2 separate regions of the Hordeum vulgare genome follow, and region 2 is linked to region 1. The links are chromatin contacts, called in public Hi-C maps. All regions are on one chromosome and are shown on one strand. The core of a region is the stretch at or near the end of the contact, and the rest is flanking DNA. Distances in the headings are between cores, read along the strand shown.

Region 1 (5,628 bases), core at 2,639-5,138:
CAAAATAAATCGCAACATATTTGTGTAAAATTTCAGAAGTCACTCTATGGCTCAAAATAGTCGGAAATCATATGGTGCTACCGACTAAATGATTTTCTTCTTCCGAAGGATCACTCAAAGAATGATGATTGTTTATGTGTTAACAAAGGAATCCTAAATTTGAATTCCTTATATCACCTCAGTGTATGTTGATGATTTCGTCATCAATGACTCTACTAGACATTAACATACACAAAATTATATCAAGACGGAAAATTTGGATTTAACCAAATTTAGCTTAAGTTTACAACTTGACCATTCTATCAAGAATACATATCAGTCTACATATATCTAAAACATATACGAGAAGTTCAATTTGGATATATCATAACAGAAACGACATGTATGGTCATACTACCTTTGATAAGGTACAAATCCGTTCATACCTGGGAGGAATAATGAAGTGATACTAGGACCTGAATTTCTATATCTCACTAATGTCAAAGCACTAATATACTTGCAAACCACATTAGGCCTGACACTATATTTGCTATCTTTATTCGAAGTACAACCCCCAACAAAAGGTATATGGTTGATATAAGTAATATCATCTTATATCTGAAGATTACAGTAAATTTTGGATATCTCCATCAGGAAATAGAAGATATGACCATGATATGATGTAATGATATTGGCTCTTTATTTGACCCTGCCGGTGCCATATCAATGACTGAATATGCTGGAATAGCCTTCACATGGAAGTCATCTAAATGGATTTTAATGGTTATTTTCAGTTATCATTCTGACATAATTGCTTTATCTAAAATCATTGCAAAATATGCATGGCTTAGCAAAATGATTAACCACACTCAAAATCATGTGGTTGAGATTCATCAGAATCACATTACTTGATTTATGAAGATGCTTCCACTTGTGTTACTCAATACCTACAGGTTATATGAAGAGCAATATTAAAAAGCACATTGCTCTAAAATTACTTATCCTTGTGAATTATAGAAAAGTGAGGAAATAATTTGCAAACAAAATATTGTGAAAATCCAACAGATTATTCATAATGTCATGTTCATGTCAATGGAATTGGTATGGTATGTCCCCATATTTGCAAAGTTCACGGGGAGTAATCTCCCAAATTATAACCTGTAACAATCTTTAGACTGCATATATTGTATTCTTTTTCCCTTCATGAGTTTTCCCCTAATGGTTTCTCATAAAAGGTTTTTAACGAGACAATATAAACACAAGTTTCCATATATGCCATATCATTTTCTCCTTATATTTTTCCCACTAAGTTTTAAAGGAGTTTTCAATGGCATGTACGATTGCACTCTTTTTTCTTATGAGTTTTCTCTCAAAGTTTCTCGTAATAGTTTTTAGTGAGGCAATATCTTCTCAAAGATCATATGTTATATTTTCTATTTTCCCTATCGGGTTTTTTAAAGGAAGTACTCAAGACATATTAATTGTTCTCTAAACTTATCGATGAGTTTTCTCCTTCAAAGGTTTTTCTCATATGAGTTATCAAGAGACAATAACCATCATATGTTGCATCATTTTCTCCTTACTTTTCTCACTGGGTTTAAAGGAGTTTTAGCAACATATCTACTCTATTCTCCTCACATTTTTCCTACGGGGGTTTGGGGAAAGACTCTCAAGATTATATGAAAGATTTCTTAAGATGAAAGATCTATATGCAAGCAGCTTTCAACAATGAAACATTGAAGAAACGGTGTTGTACAAGGGGAGTGTCAGAAATTAATTAGCAAAGGATGTATCGAACCCTAAACAATCATGTCTCTTCTCTCTTTATTACCAACACACACCTGTTCTCGAGGGATGCCTCCGAACGCATACCTCTTCTTTTCACCTTTTTCAGATGTATATATACTTGAGAATCACTAGCAAATATGCCCGTGCGTTGCAACGGAGACAAAAAATAGTATGTGCTATAGATATATAAGCATTTTTTATGATTGATTTAATACCCTCACATATGAACATCCTCTCTTTTAACATGGTGGCTCATCATGTTGCCACTTAACTTTCTCTCCCACCCTCATTGATGATGGTCACGATGTTCACGTGAGCACAATACTTTTAACATGCTAAATTCTAAGGTGATGAGCTTGCCACTTCACGCCACACTTGTCATTATGTTGCGTAAGCAAATACTTAAAAGTTTTAAAACAAATCTCATCGATCACAAACTACTCCCACGTCTATACATATAAAGACTTTCGGAAATCTAATCAAATCCTAGACATAGAAGACTTTGAATTGGTGAATAGCTTTTAAATTGTCATTTTTTGAAATTTTGGATTTTCACAAAAAAATCACGAACATTAGTTTTGTTTACGAAGATTTTCTGAAATGCATAAAAAGTTTTCAAGTTCATGAGCATTTTTTGACTCAACAAACATTTTTTAGATTACTCTACCTTTTTAAAACCAGGGAACAATTTTTTTTACTTTTTGTGTACATTTTATAAATTTGATGGACACTTATTTCCGATTCCCGAATATGTTTTGAACACACGATCATTTTTTCAAAATCACGAGCATAATCATTTCCCGTCTATTTTTTCAAATCTTGATTTTTTTACAAATACACCAATATTGTTTGAATCCACGAAACTTTTATGATTTCCTAAAAAAAATTGAATTCACATACAATTTATAATTTTGCGAACATTTTTATAATTCACCACTTTGGAAATTTAGATATGCCGAATTAATTTATACTCCCTCCATTTCTAAATATAAGACCTAATAAAAATTACACCATAAACTATATACGGATGCATGTAGACATATTTTATAGTGTAGATTCACTCATTTTGCTCCGTATATAGTGTTCTAGTGAAATCTCAAAAATGTCTTATATTTAAAAACGGGGGAGTAGAAATATGAGAACAAAATGAGAAAAGAAGAAAGAAAAACGAACAAAAATAAAAGAGTCCAACCCCGCACACGCCGGCCTGGCTCATGAAGGGAGGACACTGCGTGAGAAAAGGATTGAAAGGAAAAACTGTACAGGATGGGGATCAAACGCTGGTCACCTACGTAGAACAACAATGCCTTAGTCACTATGGCGGACGAGTGTCTGTGCTCTCTTTTCGTATCATCTCTTTATAATAACAAACCAAACTGCAACTGTGGGAAAATCTGAAACGTTTTTTACTTATGGGTGGCATAGTGGGTAATTTATATCAACTTTAGGGATAGTATTAATGACGAACGACAGAAACACTAATTGCTTTATTATTAAAATAAAGAATAGAAACATGACTAATCATCCATTCACTTTCGTTTAATCTCGTTTTACTCTAATAGTTTTGATGATCCAACGGTAAATAGGAATTTTCCTATCCCGTACGTGGTTTGCTCGCTTCATTTTTGACGAGAAGAAATCCGTCGCTCCACTTCACAAGAGAGAAACACCCAGCAGGCAGACAAAGGAGTCTCAAGACCCACCTGCTTCCACGTGTCACCAGCCTTCACCTCCAAGTCACACCGCTCCCCAAATCCAGCAGGCCGTCACCCGCACCCAGATCCCGCGTGCCGGACAAAAGACGGCTGCTCCCCAAACAGCACGGGACCGAACGAAACCTACCCAACCCCAATGACACGCGGGCCCGGAAACCTCGTCGCCCCACGGTACATCGTCGGACAGCGCGCGATCCTTCTCCAAACCAGAAACCTTCTGGAAGAAAGTCAAAGCGCGCTCCGCTCCACGTCACGCCGGTCCCGGCGGGCCCCGCGCCTACATCTCCCCCTCTGCCCGTCCGATCCCCGCGAACCGACGGCCACGATCCGGCACGCACCGCCCACCGCACCCCGCCTCTCCTATAAATACCCACCTAGAGGGAGCGCCCGTCCCCCGCGCGTCAAGTCGCATCGAATCGTACCGTTTCGCTCCGCTCTTCTCAGCTCCGGTCCACTTCGGGTCTAGACTGGACTCGTGCGCAGGAACCGACTCTACTTTGGGTTCGGGCTCGGTCGCTTCGGCGAGGACAAGGGGTTCGGGCTCGGTCGCTTCGTCGAGGAAAAGGATAAGCAGCCACGGACGCCCACCGCATCGCACCCTGCACCTCCCGTCTCACCCGACGCCGCGGCCGGAGCCCGGAGAATCCACGCCGCGGCCGCTCGCCGTCCCGCTCCCAGGAGGCCCCGTGGCCCGCCCGCACGGTGACCCGGCGGCAGTCCTGCCCACAGTAGGCAGAGGGCGGAGGCGCTAGCCGGCTCACCGTCGAGCCACAGCGGCGGATCTGTCCTCGAGCCACAGCCGCCGAGGGCGTTGACGCCGGGCAGGGGATCACGGGGCGCCCCACGGTCTCGTTCCAGATGCCAACGACCTCAATCTCCAAGCCTAAGGTGAATTAATCCCCTTCCAATCTGAATTTCATTCGTTGACATGTGCATTTGTAGCTTCTGTCTGGATTTAGATCTGACTGATTTCACTAGTAAAAACATAACAAATGATGCTGCCATATCCCGCTTTCAAGCCATGACATAGGCTCGCTTGGCACGGATTGGTCCCAGGGCCAGGTGTAATGTTAGGGTTTTGCTGCACAGCATGTAAATCTCGGTTTGTGTGCTTTCGTTTCAACCGGCAAGAGATTTGAATTTGGTTTCTGAAGCTGTTTGTCGTTATTCTGCAGATCCGCGCCTCGCTGGCGCCTGGTTACATGGGACCAACGGTCCGCATGGAGTCTGGCCCGCAGATTCAGACTAAACGGAGTTATGATGAAATAGCCTACCGTGGCGCGGGTTACGCAGAGACTGTGGGTGAGTCAGGCAGCCCTGTTCGTGTTGGCTCGGAAGATTTCTCTGTGCCAAAACGCAAGTGCATCAGCCTTAATAGTGATGGCTTTGATGTCAAGCGAGAGATCTTTGTCCCGTCTAAGATGTCGTCGTCTGAGCGGCGCTACCTTCGGAAGAGATTCCGGACAGAGCTTGATTCGGTTCGAGAACTCCTCAAGAAGCCAGAGTTTTTGTCCATCATGCCTGTCAGCAAAGCACCTGCGTTCTCATCGTCAGCTGCCCCTAGATCTAAAAAAGTGCAACGGGGAAGCCATGTTGTCCGTGGTGCCAAGGGACGCTTCTTGCCAACAAAACCCCGGCCTGAAACGTCTACAGTGTTGCCTGAAGCTACAATTCTGAAGCAGTGCGAAGCTATCCTTAAGAAGCTGATGACTCAGAAATGTAGTCATATTTTTAATGATCCAGTAGACGTGGAAAAGCTGAACCTTCCAGATTATAATGACATTATCAAGCACCCGATGGACCTTGGGACCATCAAGAAGAAGCTAGATTCTGGTTCCTACGCAAGTCCATATGATTTTGCAGCTGATGTCAGGCTGACCTTTAACAATGCGATAACTTATAATCCTCGAGGGCATGTAGTGCATGATCTGGCCATTCAACTGAATAAAATGTTTGAGTCCAGATGGAGAACAGTTGAGAAGAAGTTAGCTACTGCCGCCACTAAGCCACATGTTGAGGCTGATAGGGCTGACTCAAAGAGGAGGAAGACCCCTCCTGTGGACCGAAGTAACCTATCAATAGACCCTGTCAGGCTAACTGAGATTGTGAAGCCAAAGATGACATCCAAGGAGAGAGAAACCTTTGG
Region 2 (4,931 bases), core at 2,030-4,529, 300 kb before region 1:
ATAGATTTCCCTTATCTTAGCAGTTCCAGACTCTATTGAACTGTTCATAGCATTACCTTTACTCACAATCTCTACCAATATCATTAGCAGTTAATTACCTTATCCACTTTTATTTAAAGACGATGCTAATGGCATTTTACATTCTGATGTATTCCAAAATAGCTTATGCATTCACATTAAAATTGTACTCTATAAGTCACTTTTGTGTCATTTAGTTTGCTTATATAGTAACCAGTTCTCCTAATCTCTAACCATGATTTAAGGTGGTAATATTCAGATGTGATTCATTGTTTTGCATACAACATTATGTCTGCACTTCTCTGATTTTTTTAAGTATGGGACAGGATTAAGGAGCTTTAGAAAGCACAAACAAACAAATGCAAGTATATCAGTATTAACTTACTCATAGGTGTTGTCAACCACCAGCCATGCACCAGCATTCCTGCACAGGTCTGAAATTCTCTGAAATGACAATTCAATATTAGAAATAACAAATGCCAACTTCATGTTGGGTGTGCGGGTGTGTGCAGGCATACAAGAGAGCAATGTGAGTGAGGGAGGGATGGAAGAAAGTTAACCTGTAACATAGGCTTGGGAATAAAAGCTCCAGATGGGTTTCCCGGATTAACAACAGTAACAAGTTTAGGGATAGGGTTATTTTCTTTCAGCGTCTTCTCCAACCAATCTGCATTTTTAGGCGCAGTGTAAAATATGCATCCCAAACAGATTAAATTTCAATCGAGAGGTTTCTATAATAGAAATCGATGAGGGAGTCGATCTGTATAAATTTTCTTGGACCACATCTAGAGGTCATAGCAGAGCAAATGCCTATGGCACCACTTAATCTAATAATCTAAAGTACATTGCACTCATAAGTTAAGCATGGAAATTTCTTTTACATTAGGTACGGTAGTCATATTACCAACATCAGGATGAAGAGTCTTGGGATTGCTAGCACCGACTAATATATCAGTGACGCCAGTCATCTGGAATGACATGAAGGCATTGAAATAATATGGTGCAAACATGACAACTGAATCACCAGCATCGCAAAGGGTCAGAACCAGGTTTACAAAAGCCTGCCAAAACACAAAAGAGACCAGTGTAAGAGATCACTTTATAGCACAAACCTAGTTGTAAAACAAGATTTAGCATAGCAGTCGTACACGGAAGCATGTATTTCATACAACTAAAACAGGACATAAATTGGGGACAATAACCTATAGTCTGACAGCTAAACAATGCAAAAGTAGAGGCACGAGAAATCCGTGATAAACCAGATGAAAAGTAATGTGTTTTACCTGATTTGCACCAGCAGTCACCATAACTGACGACTTGGTTAGCTTATTCTCCCTGCGAAGCTGCAAACAATCCCTAAAATATCAGCAATGGATACACTACCTGTTTATAGTGCCAAGAAGACAATGTAGAGAAATACTGATAGGGCTAACAAGAGTCGAGTTAAACAATAGTAATCCTCCAAATATTATCAACAAAAAATCTTATCCCAGTAAGCAACAAACAGTTAAATAAGCATTGAAGGTTTTATTGTACTCCCTCCATTTTTATTTACTCCGCATATTAGGTTTGTATAAAGTCAAACCTTAAATACTTTCAACAAGTTTGTAGAAAAATATATTAACATATACACCACCAAATCAATACCATTGGATGCATCATTGCATATAGATTCACATCATATAAATTTGTTACTGTAAATGTTCATATTGTTTTCTACAAACTTGGTCAAACTTTATAAAGTTTGACTTCAGTAAAAGCTAAAATGCGGGCTAATGATTTCGAAAGCTGATCAACGTGGTGCTTCAACTCTATAACTTTGTGGACCACATCTTCGACTCTATAACCCACTGTCATTTTTCTCTCATAAACACATGGCATACTGCTGTCCTTTAATCAACTAAGTATATGAGCAGAAAAACATACTTTGGATTGACAATTAGTCTCAGCACTAAGATCAAATACCTCTAGTAAAGAAGTCACATGACAGTGGGTTAGCAGAAGGCACATGGGTGTTTTTGTCTTGCATGGTAACGGCTTTATGTGCAAGGGTTGCTAACATGGGGACATGATCCAATGCTAAGGAATATATAATTCCAGATGAAAAGAAGTACCTTCTCGAGAAGTGCTTCTCGAAGCTCGGGAAGGCCATCATCAGCACCATATTTACTGGTTGCTGGTTCCCATACAACTTCCTTGACCTTGTTCAGGGCTGTCTCAGGAGGTTGCCAATAAACAACTCCCTGCATTCAAGATTTGCCCAAGATTACAAGAAGACAACCGATGGATCTCTTGTAAATACGCATGGCCTGCTCGCCTTGATAGGAAAACATCAGACACAATTCTGTCACAAACAGATGTGGGGTGTATCACTTCGCACAAACACCATTTCAGGAAACCTAACCCATGGGCGTAAATCATGTCAATCTCCGATCCCCCATGCTTGATATTATATAATCATTTTTAAAAGACAGTGCATGATATATACAGTCAATAGCCGTGTTACGTTGAACATATCAAGTTATCACGTGTAACCTACTCCTGAATTACCTTACAATAAGTTGAAAGATTTACAGAGACAAGATAGGGGTTCACTGATCCATTAAGTTCACATTTTGCCTTTCTTTTCCGCGATCTTTTTTTCATACCATTAGCCTAGGATCCCTCCAAACAACACTCCAGGAACAAACACAATGGAAGAAGTAACTGCAGGCAGGCAGGCAAGCAGGGGTTACCTGCGCAAGCGACATCACATCCGTGGCCCCTCGAAGCAGCTCTTGTATCTGCAAAGAAAAAGACAAGAAATTGTTTGGGGATAATAAAGGCAGGAGATTGTTGAGGAGGTGGGGAGGCCTGTATCACCTTCACCATGACCGGCGCCTCCGTCTCCACGCACCTCTTGGCCAGCTTGGCGAAGCTGCCCATGGCCTCCGGGGACCTCCGAGAAGCTGGAAAGTGGGGATTCGGGAGACGGATTTGAGCCGGAGATCCGAGGAGAGGAAGCAGGGAAGGCAGGCGGGGCGGGGCGGGGCTAAGAAGGCGTGGAACTGGGAGGAAGGGCGGCCTAAATAATTCCCGGACAAGGACCTCTGGCTCTGGGTCCGTAGTCGCCAACTGATCCCGAGCGAGCTCGCTCACCAACCCCAGAGCCGGAGGACTGGGCACTGGGCAGGCAGACAAGGAAGAAAACTAGTGAGAGATTCGAGGAGCCCGGACTCTTTTTTTCCCACTGTTTTTTTGTTCTTCTTTTCTGTCTCTTCCCGTGGACTTTCCTGGCCAGGAGGAGGAGGAGGTGGATAAGCGTTGAGCGCGCGCGCTCTCTCTCTCTCTCCTTCCTGGGACTAATTTGTCTTGATTTTATTAAGATGAAAACGGAAGGCATGCAATTTTTATTTTATTTTTTGCGGGTGAAAAGGCATGCAATTCTATTGAGAGAAAGACAATGTAGCACTAGTGTTTTTAGCAGCCGTTCGGTGTCAAAATAAAATGAGAGTTCTTTTGCTGCTTGGGGATTTAGAGCAATTTTAACCGAACGATCCATTTCATCCGAACGTGTTTGTTGGTTCTGCGCGGAAAAAAGATGACTCAACGCGGAGTCTTATTTCTGTTTTACATTCGCTTTGTGTTTGTTCGTACCTATTTTCGTTCCAAATTTAAGACACATTTATGTGTCCCCTCGTTCGTGTGTGTCCGGGCTTGTCCCGTTTGTCATCCATCCACCTCTTTTTGTTCTTTATTTTATTCACTGGACCACTGGTTGCTTTCGCAGGTCGATGCCGTTGCGCCGCCGAACCTCGCCGTTGTCGTAGGTCGCTGCCGCCACACCGTTGAACCTGCCTCGCCGATCGCGGGGTGGAGCGCGCCCGGCTATTTGTCCCCGCCCCACTAAGCAGCATCGTCATGGAGAACTCGTGCTCCTACCGCACATGTGCACCGGTGTGGTGGCGTCCGTGCTCACGCGGCGTCGCCTAGCCTCGTCATGCTCACCGCCCAGTCACCATGCTCACCGCAAGCTCAGGGCTACAGTGGAGGCCGCGGGGGCAGGGTGGTGCCTCGTGCTCGGCTCGGAGTTGCGGCGGGGCTATGGTGGCAGCTGCGGAGTGTGGCGGCGCGGCTCGGAGCTCCGGGAGGACATATCCTATGCACCGAGCAAATATGTGCATCCATTGCACCACTAAGTTTTAGGCCAATAGATGAAAAAAGAGTGGCCCGGATTTGGTCACAAATGAGAGAGTATGCCATTTTGCAAAGACACCCCTTCATTTTATAAAAATCAACCCGAACTGCACATTTCTTCTTCCTAAATCGTGTACGTTCAGATTTTTTTGGCTCAAACACAAAAAGGATGATATATTTTAAATCAAATTTCTAATTTTGGATCGGTTTTGGTTGTTGTATTTATCTTGGCGAGACCTTTGAGAGAATATCAACAGTGGACATATTTTGATTTATCTTTTTTGCTTTTAAAACTGTACTCAGAACTTGATGTTTGGTCACAGATCTCATCGAAACAATGATGTTAGTAAAAACAGTTCTGAAATTCGACATCCCATTCAAAGAATATATTACCCGGTTTTATTTGGACAAAAAATAAATAAACAAACAACTTTACCGATGGAAGGCTAAGAATGTGAGAAATGGGGTGCGGGTTGATTTCTAAACAATAAAAGGTCCACTTTGTAAATATACCAGCTATCCATCTCTCTAGCCATATCATCTCCCTCTATTTTCTATCCAATGGCTCATCTAGCATCGATGCATTGGGTGCCTGAATTAGGTCGGTGCACTCGATACGTCCTCGAGCTCCGGGTAGCTGGACGTGGTGGGGCGGGACCTAAAGGATGTGGCGAGCAGCAGGACGAGCGCTACAGGGGTGCGGCAGGAGCAATAAGGCGGGAGTTGGGTGAGCAGCA

Evidence for each region. Hi-C and Micro-C count contacts between places; a contact is called where the count stands out from the background.
Region 2: a Hi-C map of leaf shows a contact between it and region 1, with 4 times the contacts expected there. The contact joins the promoter of LOC123443004 here to the promoter of LOC123443002 in region 1. A contact is called at or near these places in 3 of 6 Hi-C or Micro-C datasets (leaf and seedling) and 1 of 1 datasets of contacts at active chromatin or transcription factors (embryo).

Annotation. Positions count from the first base shown.
Region 1 is chr3H:68,946,452-68,952,079 of MorexV3_pseudomolecules_assembly, reverse strand. It overlaps LOC123443002 (transcription factor GTE8-like), which reads left to right and starts at 3,888. Exons shown (of 10, transcript XM_045119210.1): 1 at 3,888-4,370; 2 at 4,658-5,628. The coding sequence starts at 4,341.
Region 2 is chr3H:69,246,501-69,251,431 of MorexV3_pseudomolecules_assembly, reverse strand. It overlaps LOC123443004 (aromatic aminotransferase ISS1), which reads right to left and starts at 3,279. Exons shown (of 9, transcript XM_045119213.1): 1 at 2,881-3,279; 2 at 2,754-2,801; 3 at 2,133-2,261; 4 at 1,302-1,361; 5 at 923-1,079; 6 at 579-685; 7 at 404-462. The coding sequence starts at 2,943.